2 separate regions of the Zea mays genome follow, and region 1 is linked to region 2. The links are chromatin contacts, called in public Hi-C maps. All regions are on one chromosome and are shown on one strand. Each heading gives the region's core, a stretch centred on a gene start, on an enhancer-like site or on the middle of the called end of the contact. The rest is flanking DNA. Distances are from core to core; before and after follow the strand shown.

The links. A called contact is a pair of places that touch in the nucleus more often than the background predicts.
Region 1: a contact with region 2 is called in a Hi-C map of leaf, with 3 times the contacts expected there. The contact joins two enhancer-like sites. A contact is called at or near these places in 2 of 25 Hi-C or Micro-C datasets (both in leaf).

What each region holds. Positions count from the first base shown.
Region 1 is chr10:81,238,544-81,244,702 of Zm-B73-REFERENCE-NAM-5.0, forward strand. No RefSeq gene overlaps it. Among protein-coding and RNA genes, the nearest start is that of LOC103642555, 83 kb to the right of the region's middle. Within about 2 kb of position 4,543, at least 7 of the 20 cell types and tissues checked have an H3K27ac peak or open chromatin away from gene starts, as enhancers often do. A contact at or near this core is called in leaf, where this site is marked.
Region 2 is chr10:81,087,286-81,093,877 of Zm-B73-REFERENCE-NAM-5.0, forward strand. No RefSeq gene overlaps it. Among protein-coding and RNA genes, the nearest start is that of LOC118473561, 21 kb to the left of the region's middle. Within about 2 kb of position 4,351, at least 16 of the 20 cell types and tissues checked have an H3K27ac peak or open chromatin away from gene starts, as enhancers often do. A contact at or near this core is called in leaf, where this site is marked.

The DNA.
Region 1 (6,159 bases), core at 3,293-5,792, 150 kb after region 2:
AATGACAGTAGCTTCAGGAGGGGTATGGGCTTATGTGTTTTGCAGAGTTGATTACTCCAAAAGTTTGGTTTGCTTATAACGACGTCTAGGGATCAACTACTCTTAACTATATATAAGCATGCATGATATCACCATGGTTCAACCAAGTGACAGGCGGCTGTCTTTTGGAGCAGATCGCCATCAGCGAAGTCAAAGGAGGAGCTCAATAATGCAGCAGGAAATTGGCATCGTGCGTCAAGTATGTCATTTAAATTGCGCCTCTCCACGACACGCTGCAACGTACGTACAAGAGGACACGTAGGCGCCCTGATCAGAACGGCCGGTTTCAATGATTGATGCTGCCAAGTTCTTAATGGAAATATACCTGTCGTTCATGTGTTTCCAAATACTAGAAAATTGTTATATATATATATATATATATATATATATATATATATATATATATATATATATATATATATATATATAGAGAGAGAGAGAGAGAGAGAGAGAGAGAGAGAGAGAGATAAAAGATGGCACATCAACTGGGCGTCGGTGATTGAGCCGCCTATGCCATGTAGAGTGCCTGTACTACTGGCATTGTTAAATGCAGAATCTTGTCGATGTGTTTGTTCTTGCAGCATTATCCTCACTCCTGATGAAATATTAAGCAATCCTTCTGAGTCCATTGTCCATTGGTTTTGGTAGGATTTAAGGGCCCGCCATTTCCTTGTGATCAGCTTTTTTGGGCCTATTAGAAAGCATCTCCAGGTACTGTTAGCTGGGGATAAGCGAGCTCTGTCATGAGGTTTGAAAATGTATGGTTGGTTAGGTGGTGCAAAAGATTTTTAATGTTCAAACACTCAACTATCCGATTTAGCTGTTATTTTGTCCCCCCAACAAATGCATTTCATTGGCCTAACTCTGAAATGTCGCATAAACAAATGGAATGGTAAAAACATATATGTTTCATGAGACTATAGAACTACTTTGAAGATGCCCTTCCAGGATTGCAGCTATTAGTACCTATGGAGGACAAATTCTCAGAAAAAGATAATTGGTTTCTAAATTCAGGACGCTTTTCTACTAACTGTATTGGGCTCATTAACACCTGATGAGACCATGCCTTATCTACGTTTGTGATCACTGATCACTAGCAGAATATGAAAATTAATTTCGGGCACACGATTGCTCAATTCTGGCAAAAGAATATTCCCTAAATCTGCATATATAGACCATATATCAACATTGTCCAAGTTTATTTACGGCGTTAGTTCATCATAGTTGTGCTGCAACAAATTTGCACTAGTTTAGATAAAACCTAGTATAGGTCCTAGTGGATACCAACACAAGTTTTATTATATACTCTAAAAAGCAAGGGCCAAGAAAATGTCTTACATATTGATAGTTTTGATAGAAAACTTCCACATTAAATAAAAGTGCCAAGTTCTCTGATAAAAGAAAGCAAAGAGGCCTACCAACATTATATATTTTGGCAAAAAAGTAGTAGCTGCTAAAGATGGTTCTCTTCTAGAATATGTTTATTCAATATTGATGTTGATTAAATGTGCCACTTAAAGTGTAAAGCCATCAATTCCCTCCCAATGAAAGCCATACACATGCATAGAGAGAATTAGACATACACACATATAGTACACTTCGGGAGGCCCCGATTGCTCTTTGCAGCATCCAAGAGATTGTGCAGTTTAGGAAACCTGCAAAGAAACAGACAAGATAGAGATATCATGCAGTAGGCTTCGGGCCTGGCATATATAAATGTCTGTTGCTTTTTTTTATATCTTTTCTCCCTGTAAGAATAAAGGGGAAAGCCACATGCTTTAAAGCTGGCTTTTGGTGTTCCTTCTATATATCTTAATCGTCACCAAGTGTTCCAAAAGGGTAGCTTCATGGAGAGAGAGAGGGAGGGAGGGAGGGCCACAGCTTTGTAATCAATGTGCAAATGGAACAAATCTATGATCATTTGATTTGAAGCACTTGCAGTTATATAAATGCTAAGGGCTAATTTGGAAACTCAAATCTCCTTGTGGATTGGAGGGGGTTGATGTGGAAATGAATTAATTCTCCCCTCAATCATCTTCAATCTTCAGACATTGTTCGGTTAGCATTGGATTGAAGAGAGGATTAAATCTCTTGCTACTTAAAATTGAATATAAAGAGATTTAATCCCCTCAATTAATCTCTATACAAACGAATAAGTTCTTGAGGGAATTTGATTTTCTAAACTAGCCCTAAAGAGTATCTTTTGAGGGAAAAGGACGAGTGTTATGTTTTTACGAGAATAAATGCTATCATCTCCAATCACAAATATTTGACACAATTTACTTTGTGTGGTCTTCTTATTCCTTCTATAATTATTCTTAGCATCCTTCAAACAAAAAAATCTAAGTATTATAAATACAAATTAACAAGTATAACTTACAATTTTTTTGGAACTCAATAATGTAATAGTTATTGATGCTTGTTCAAAGGTTTGCCTAGTCTTATCCTAAGAGACAAGTTTCTTTGGGTGGACAGGGGAGTACTACATTTGTGGCGACAGGAGATGATAAAATGATACCAATGCATTAACAAGAACCGTGTTGGTGATAGTGCATCTATGGGCATGAGCTCAAACAATGGGCATTGGACACCATCAGCTGAGAAAATATGCGCTCAATCCTTTATGAACTCATCTTCTTTATCACAAAAGTAAGTTTTTTTTTGTTTTTTAACTGTACTGTATAGATATTGACATTCATGCACATATAAGATATGAACACGACGTCTGTCAAAAAAAAAATAATCCTTAGATTTTTAAATAAATCTAGAAAAATACGAGCACCGGAGGTTCCACTAAAAGGAACCAACTAAACTCTATGTTTGTTTCATTCTAGGATTATACTAATCCAGTTTATAGATTATATAAGCATCTAATAATCTACTTATAGATTATCATAATTAAAGATGTTTGTTTTCCATGGACTAATTTTTAGTCTCTTTATTTTATTTTATTTTATTTTAGTTCCTAAATTATCAAATACGGAAACTAAAATAGAGTTTTAGTTTCCGTATTTGACAATTTAGAGACTAAAATGCAATAAAATAGAGAGACTAAAACTTAGTCCCTATAAACCAAACACCTCCTTAATCTAGATATCTAGATTAAATAAATCCACCTGATAATTTGTTCTGTTTCTTTGTCTCTTAATTTATTTAAGCTGGATTATATAATCTAGAGGGTAAACAAACACAGCCTAGCTAAGGCCATGTTTGTTGTCTTTCTAATCTAGCTTATGAATTATATAAACACCTAATAATCTATTTATGGATTATCATAATATCTAGGTATCTAGATTATATAATTCATCTAATAATTTGTGTTGTTTTATTTTTTGTTTTGTCTCTTAACTTATTTAAGCTGGATACATAATCTAGAGGGTAAACAAACATGGCTTTAAGCTTTACGGTAAACAAACAGGCGTTAAGCTTTCTGTTGTATATGTAGTGTCATGGTTTTATTCTGCCATAATATTGAGAATTAGTGACATGTCCAACCAAAATAATCACCTTTTCAAAAATTATCAAAAGAGACCAAACTAACTAAATGGTGCCCTCTTGTCTCACATCATATCATCACGTAAAAAATTCACCGGATTTTTTTTTGGAAAGAAGCGTATAAAAAAAGAGACGAAAAAAATTGTCCTTTCACAATAAAGTATAGAAGCACGCGTTCAAAGCGACAGGTAAAAAAGAGTGGCGGCAGAAGGGTTTATACACCGATGCATAGTGTTTTGCTACATGCTGGTGCATGTACGTGTCACCACGTGGTGTGTCATGCGTGTGTGCCATTCTCACATAGGTCAACTCCAGATTTGACGACTTTCGGTGCAAGTGCAAACCACACACACAAGTCAAAGTGACAAGTAAACTTTGGTGAATTTGCATTGGAATTTATATACACTTTAAAATATCCGGATCATTTTCTAAAATATTTTTGTTTTTTATAGTTGTCTTTATCTACGGTGTTATATAGCTATATTTTGAATCTCATCGTTTACACCGATTTTATTATACTAAAAAATATCGATGAGCAAAATAGGCCGATAAGGGAAAAAATGTCCGTGATCTTTTACTCGTGGTTTGAGCCCTCCTAACCCTAACACGAGGATCTGTCTCTTATAGGCCAGTCTATCTTATGTACGCACAACTAGGGAACCAATGAATAACTTACTTTAACCTCGGTCTAAAATTTAATTTCATTAGGATTCGAACTCAGAGCTGAGACACCATCTAACCAATTCGGCTAGATGTCCTTTCGCTAGATGCATGTTATATCTTCGAATCAAATAGATATCGATTTGAATTCGAATTTGAGATACTTTAACTTTTTTGCATTAGTATCTGATAATATATGTATTTTTACTTGAATTAAAAATATTAAACAGTGGTATTTAAATTCATATCCGTGCGAATCTTATCTGAATCCATCCCTAGCAGCTAGTGTGGCGATGACCTGCTGTCTCTTTCCATATCCGGAAATAATGTTACCAAGGTCGGCAGATAGTCTTTTTTTCTGGTCATCAACGTCAAGCCCCCACATGCGCAAAATAGCTCAACGATCACTAGTGCCACGTTGACTGTGTCGTCTATGTATACCATGCGTGTACATCGCGTTGATGTAACGTATTAAAGTATGTAGATAATGCGACTTTGATTAATCTATGTGCTGAGCAGTAATTACACTACTATATAAAAAAATATTTTAGGAAACATCTCATTCACATTTTTAGATGCGGACAAACAATTGAAGACACACACCTCTAAAAATTAAATAAATTTAAGGACATGTATCTTAATTTACTCGTTTATGAAAACATATTAAAGTACAATCTTAGTCGATCTCATTCACAAATATATATATCGGAGCCTTGAGGTTTTTCTCTCCCTAAGTCCCTAGACTAGGCCTACTTGATCCCTCTATCTCTCTCTCTCTTGACTCGGCCCACAACCGAGTCTTTCTTCGTGCCCGCTCTATTACTCTCACACCAATTCTATAGCTAGATCCCAGGGTGATGTTCCTCCTCGTACAAAATCCACTCATCCTTAGGCAGGTGGTTGAGGGCGGTATAAGGAGGTAGCGAACTAGCATAGGGAACTGAGTGGCACAAAACTTTATATTGGGCCTAGATCTATGGAGTATGATGCCTACTATTGTAAAGGATGAAGCATGTCAGTGACAGATCTCGTTCCAGTGAGTACATTCAGCCTACCTCCTCCTTCAAGTCCTCTCTCCCTCTACCGTAGTGGAGGTTGTACCACACATAGGAGTGAAAACTTCAAGACCCCTTAGGTAAGTGATTTTAGTGGTGAATGACAAACTTGATTTTTTTGTATATTATGTGTGTTTAGGAGAAATAGGTCTATGTTAGGTAACAAAGCATGAAGATTAAGGATTGTTCTCAAGAATTGATGAAGAAGCGAATCGACGAAATCTTTAGCATGTGTCGCTAGCGTTTAGATGGGAGGATCGAGGCCACAATACATGAAGAATGGTGACAACCTCAACGGTTGATGATTAGATAGTCAAAGATCTCGAAAGTAAAATGATCATGGACTTAAGATCAAGTGGATCATGAGGAGTCAGGTAACTCAAGCGAAAACTCAAGGACTAAGAACCGTTTTAAGAGTTAGGATCTATAATAGGGAGTCATGTGTGAAAAGACTCAACCAAATGTTCAAGCATGCATGGTGGTGTGATCTTCATGAACTAGTTTATGGTGCAAGGAATCCAATAGAACAAGTTTTATCTCAATCTAAGTTCATATGAAGTTTGAGGTGAGAACAAAAGAAAGTGCGTTAAAGGGACAATCTTCCGTCGAGGGAAAAGCACACATCTAACAAATGAGTTGGAGTCCAACCAATGATGTTGTGTAAAGGAATTGTACAACAATGCATGCACTAGATGATCTGACCATTATATTGGAAAATGGAAGCATTAAACAATCGGCATACCAAGGGTATGTTTATTTGAGCAGTAGTTTTTGGCCTTTTGGCTCAAAAGTTGGCTTTTGGTTTCTGGTTGTTGGCCTTTTATATTGACATTTGTAATTTATATTAAGTTTCTCAGCACATCAGAATCAAGAAAAACTTCTAACAATGTGCTTTGCAACTTTTACTATA
Region 2 (6,592 bases), core at 3,101-5,600:
ATTTATGCGATTCGGTACACTGCGTAAAAATCTGTCATGTTGTTCACTGGTGAACGCATCTCCGGGTTGGAGCATAAAAACCTTAAGTTTTGAGCATAAAATCCCTCAATGATAAGCGTAAATATCGAGCCAATGTGAGAGGTTGATACCTCTAGTAGGTTGTTATTAGAATCCTATTTTTATTGCAGATCCGAAAAACATGGCAGCTGCATGCATGCGGTTTCTATTTTTATACAGATCCAAAAATTATGGCAAAATGCATGCATGAGTCAAACACGTTCCCTCGCATGCGCGTAAATTAGGAAAGATATGTGTGGCGGTTTCTATTTTAAATGCTTTATTTCCTCCATAAATTTAGGATCGCTGCAACAGACATGCAGCTAGACACGTAAGAACCATTTTATGATATATACTGATACTAAATATGCTACACAGTGTAGATCTTTCATAAATATAGGATCTCTCCAACAGCCATGCAGCTAAACACATTAGAACTAGTTTATGATATATACTGATACAAATTATACTACGCGGTGTAGGTATTTATGCAATTCAGTACACCACGTAAAAATCTAGCATGTTGTTCACTAGTGAACGCATCTCCGGGTTGGAGCATAAAAACCTTAAGTTTTGAGTATAAAATCCCTCAATGATAAGCGTAAATACCGAGCCAATATGAGAGGTTGATACCTCTAGTAGGTTGTTATTAGGATCCTATTTTTATTGCAGATCCGAAAACATGGCAGCCGCATGCATGCGGTTTCTATTTTTATACATATCCAAAAATTATGGTAAAATACATGCATGAGTTAAACACGTTCTCTTGCATGCGCGTAAATTAGGAAAGATATGTGTGTCAGTTTCTATTTTAAATGCTTTATTTCCTCCATAAATTTAAGATCGCTGTAACAGACATGCAGCTATACACGTAAGAACCATTTTATGATATATACTAATACTAAATATGCTACACTGTGTAGATAATTATGTAATTCAGTATACTGCATAAAAATCTGTTACCAGCTGCATGCGCACAAATTTATGATGGAAAGAATGTGCAACGAAAGGAAATAAATTGCACGCATAGAAACAAAAAATCGTATTTAATATTTTATTTCTTTCATAAATATAGGATCTCTCCAACAGCCATGCAGCTAAACACATTAGAACTAGTTTATGATATATACTGATACAAATTATACTACGCGGTGTAGGTATTTATGCAATTCGGTACACTGCGTAAAAATCTAGCATGTTGTTCACTAGTGAACACATCTCCGGGTTGGAGCATAAAAACCTTATGTTTTAAGCATAAAATTCCTCAATGATAAGTGTAAATACCGAGCCAACGTGAGAGGTTGATAACCTCTAGTAGGTTGTTATTAGGATTCTATTTTTATTGCAGATCCGAAAAACATGACAGCCACATGCATGCGGTTTCTATTTTTATACAGATCCAAAAATTATGGCAAAATGCATGGATGAGTCAAACATATTCACTTGCATGCGCGTAAATTTAGGAAAGATACGTGTGGCGGTTTCTATTTTAAATGCTTTATTTCCTCCATAAATTTAGGATCGCTGCAACAGACATTCAGCTAGACACGTAAGGACCATTTTACGATATATACTGATACTAAGTATGCCACAATGTGTAGATAATTATGCAATTCGGTATACTGCATAAAAATTTGTTAACAGCTGCATGCACACGAATTTATGATGGAAAGAATGTGCAATGAAAGGAAATAAATTGCACGCATAGAAACAAAAAATTGTATTTAATGTTTTATTTCCTTCATAAATATAGGATCTCTTCAACAACCATGCAGTTAAACACATTAGAACTAGTTTATAATATATACTGATACAAATTATACTACGCGGTGTAGGTATTTATGCAATTCGGTACACCGCGTAAAAATCTGGCATGTTGTTCACTGGTGAACGAATCTCCGGGTTGGAGCATAAAAACCTTAAGTTTTGAGCATAAAATCCCTCAATGATAAGCGTAAATACCGAGCCAATGTGAGAGGTTGATACCTCTAGTAGGTTGTTATTAGAATCCTATTTTTATTGCAGATCCAAAAAACATGGCAGCCACATGCATGCAGTTTCTATTTTTATACAATTCCAAAAATTATGACAAAATGCATGCATGAGTAAAACACGTTCCCTTGCATGCGCCTAAATTTAGGAAAGATATTGGCGGTTTCTATTTTAAATGCTTTATTTCCTCTATAAATTTAGAATCGCTGCAACATTCATGTAGCTAAACTCATAATGATCATTTTATGATATATACTGATACTAAATATGCTACACTGTGTAGATAATTATGCAATTCGGTTTACTGCGTAAAAATCTGCTACCAGCTGCATGCACACGAATTTATGATGGAAAGAATATGCAATGAAAGAAAATGAATTGCATATATAGAAACAAAAAAATCGCATTTAATGTTTTATTTCCTTCATAAATATAGGATCCCTCCAACAGCCATGCAGCTAAACGCATTAGAACTAGTTTATGATATATACTGATACAAATTATACTACACATTTGTAGGTATTTATGCAATTCCTTACACTACGTAAAAAATTGACATGTTGTTCACTGGTGGACACATCTCTGGGTGGAGCGTAAAAACCTTAAGTTTTGAGCATAAAATCCATCAATTATAAGCGTAAATACCGAGTCAATGTGAGAGGTTGATAGCTCTAATAGGTTGTTATTACGATCCTATTTTTATGACAGATCCGAAAAACATGGCAGCCATATGCATGCAGTTTCTATTTTTATACAGATCCAAAAATTATGGCAAAATCGTGGGAGTTTTCATTGCATGCGCGTAAATTACGAACATTATAAATCAAAGAATTGTTTTTCCAATGTGCATGCAAAAAATACGCATGCATCAAACTGATATACGAACTTCGTGTTCAAGCATAAAATCGTACAGTTTTTAGCGTAAATAATATATGTGGTAGACATAAAACACAATAGTTGAAAAAAACACAAATCGAAGGAGGTAGTCGCCGGAGGACGTCGTCGACGACATAAGCACAGATGTATGTCGTCATTTGGGGCGGCCGAACTGCGCCGGATCGGAGGATGTCATGCGCGATCGTCGCTGCGCGCACCTCGCACCTTCCGTGACGCCGCTCGAACCTCGCGTCTCGTGTGTCGCCGTTGCTACTCGCACATCGAGGGGGCGTCGCTTGCTCGTCGGCCTTTGGAAGTGCCGCCGTCTCGGGGCCCCGGGGACGCCGCCGCTTGCCCGCACAAGGGCACTGCCGTCGCTAGCCCTCTGGATCGGGGAGCCGACGCCGCCTCTACTCCGGATCGAAGAATCACCGCCACCGCACGTCGAGGTCGGGGAGCCGCGGCCACCACAGCCACCGCACATCGAGGTCGGGGAGCCACGACCACCGTAGCCACTGGCCGGGGGTCCACCGCCGCGCGCGCTATCGGGCAACCGCCGTCGCTAATGAATCAGGATGAGGCGTAAAAAACTGAATCCTAGCACTCTAGATTTTCTTTTATAGACGTCTGAATCTGATCCGGTGTCTGACCTGGGCTTCCTCTAGTTATTGGAAGCTAATGACTCCTAATATACAATATATATATATATAATATATATATATATATATATATATATATATATATATATATATATATATATATATATATATATATATATATATATATATATATATATATATATATATATATATATATATATATATATATAAAGACGGTCGAAAGAAAGCTAATAAGGTAGCATGCACGGGGCAAGTTGAAAAAGACAGAGAAGGACTCCGATCCTCGTGCAGTGATCCGCACACGTGAGGACGGTGAGAGAGAGACGACAGGACGTACGTGGTCGATCTGGCTCCCACAAAAGCACAAGCACCGGTCGATACATAGGCGCGCGACGACCCTCTCCTGATCGATCTAGACGTAGTACGTCTGCTGCGCCACTCAATATACGTGCATATGCTTCTCACATGCTGCTGCCTGCTGCCGCTGGATGCTTCCGATGCTTTGTGGACGACGACGACGGCGACCTTGTTGGAGGGAGATAGAGAGAGAGAGAGGGACACACACACAGACATCTTAAGAAAGGTGGCGAAACGAGACCCGGCCGGCCGGCGCCACCTTTCTTTCTTCTCTGCTAGCTTTCCGGCCACCACTAACGATCGAGTGGACGTACGAATGAGCGACGACCTGAGCACGGTTTGCATGGCCAGCAGCGAGAGGGGTGCAGTGCCCATACCCACCACACACCAGTCGATCACGAGTCGCCTCCAGCAGTCCAGCCTACTACAACTCTCTCTCTCTCCAGCCCTCAACGGGACACGGGCGGCTAGCTAGGATGCACGCGCGCGTGCCAACGTGGCGCGCGCGTGGCGGACACGTCACGCGCGCGCGCCAGTCCGGCATTGACACATCGACGGGGCGGGCGCGCGGGCCCGGGGCCCAGGGATAAGCATGATTGTCCTCTCAGGAGCTTTTGGGTTGGACCTAATCATGATTATACTCCGATCGACGACGACGGGTTTAGTGCGTGGGCCGGCCGGATCCATGGGGTCACAATGCTACTAGCTGTCTGCTGCTACCAGTTTTCTCCGTCCAGTCTTTCGGATCGTCGCATGCATGGCTAGCTATACTCATCTGCTTTGGAAAAAAAAAAACCCAACAACATGCATGGCACCTGCTTCGTTAATTCGTCAGAGGAGAGAAAATGCGTGCTGCTTTTCGACCTGCTTTCGACATGCATGTAGGATGCTCTGCTTGTGTGTTTGTTCAGTTGGATTGTACGTTTTGTCTTTGCACTGCTGCGTGCGTGCGTGCGTGCGTGCTGAGTTGGTAAATAATGTCTACTATAGCTACCACTTGGGATGCAGCTAGCCCAGCTCTTTATTTCAAATAAACATGGTGCTAAGGAAATGTGCTATGCCTTTTTTCCCCCGCCGCCGGTCTTAATTATACAACCCCCGGGCCTGGACTTCTTTTTGGTTTCTCTCGTTTTTTTTTTCTTCTTCTTCCCGCCGGCCTCTCTCCGTTGGTGAAGAAATGCTGGCCATATACAATCTTTTTAAGGACGATTGACTGAAGGCTAGCTAGCTTCGAGTTGACCCATCTCTATCATGCATTGTGTCTACAACAATTTGTGCAGTTTAATAGACCTAGTGGGGGAGAGAGAGAGAGGAACTAGCTATCTTCAAAAGCAATAACATCTTGTGGCTTTATTTAATTGTTTGACTACTCAGGTCATCTCTCGTGCATATGCATTGACCAACACGTACAGCTGACAGCATCCTCGTTCACCAATCTCCTGAACAAATTTTGAATTTATAAAATTATATTACGGTTGGTGACTTGTTCTCAAATGCTATGAATTAAGAACAAGGCAACACAAAAATAGGTTAATGGTTAATGTCCTTCGTCCTTCGAAGCATTATTTCCCCAATCAGGATATAACGATCTTCGGACGAAGGTTATGAATGACGTACCTTCATCATCACAGTATATATCAACGAAAGACGAAGCATATGAAATATGAGAAATAACATGGATAATTATATGACATCATAATATGTATTTTTTATATAATTATAAATGAATAAGAGCAATATTGAATTACATTTGTACCTTCGGCTTGACAGAAGACAGAAAGTACAAGCGTGTTGCACAAGCGAGTATAAATCAGCGTGAACAGTACAGGGTACTGTTCATCCATTTATAGGCACAGGGCGCAGCCTGTGTGGATTTACATTCATGTCCTTTATAACTGGTTACAATCATGACACAAATTATAATGGGCCAATCGGTCTTTTCATCTTTAAGTCGGTGCCACCCTTCGTCTCAAGGCGTGTCACTATGCCGAAGCTCCCCGGATAATAACTTCGGTGTTGCTTCTGTGTTGATCTTCTGAAGGTGTTTCTTCTTACAGGACCTTCAGCGACGAAGCAGGACCCCAATAGTAGCCCCTTCGCGGTGCTAGATCGTTTTTCGTAACGAGCTTGATCCGTGAAAAATTGTCCTAGGCTTCGGAATGCCGAAGGTCCGAAAACACCTTCCGTGAGCTCGTTGCCGAGAAACGATTAAAATATTCCGAGCACGAGGTGGCCCCACCATGCGACGGGTACGCGCGATCTGGCGATTCATCTCCCACGCGCCTTGGTCCACCGTTCAGTGGGTGCGGGCAACTTGACGATTCACCTTCACACCTGCAGCACTATATAAACAGACGGGTAGGTGTGAAGTTACCACAACATTCATTGTTATTGCACTGTTGTGCTGCTGAAAATTTTAACCATAGCCGAAGCTTTCTCATCACATTCTCAAGCAAAGCATCATTTTGATCTAGCTTCGGCATAAGAGGGAACTTCGTCAAAACTGTAAAAATCATCAACATTCGTAAGAACTGCAAGGAATTCAACACCTGATGGCCAGAGTACGTTCAACTGCTAGGGTGACCCATGACGGAGAGGAGACCGAAGCCACAGAGACTGCCCCAATGTCTGAAGTGATGAGACAATCGGGACTGGTTGTAACAGAGGGAGCTACTGACGAATGTGCACCT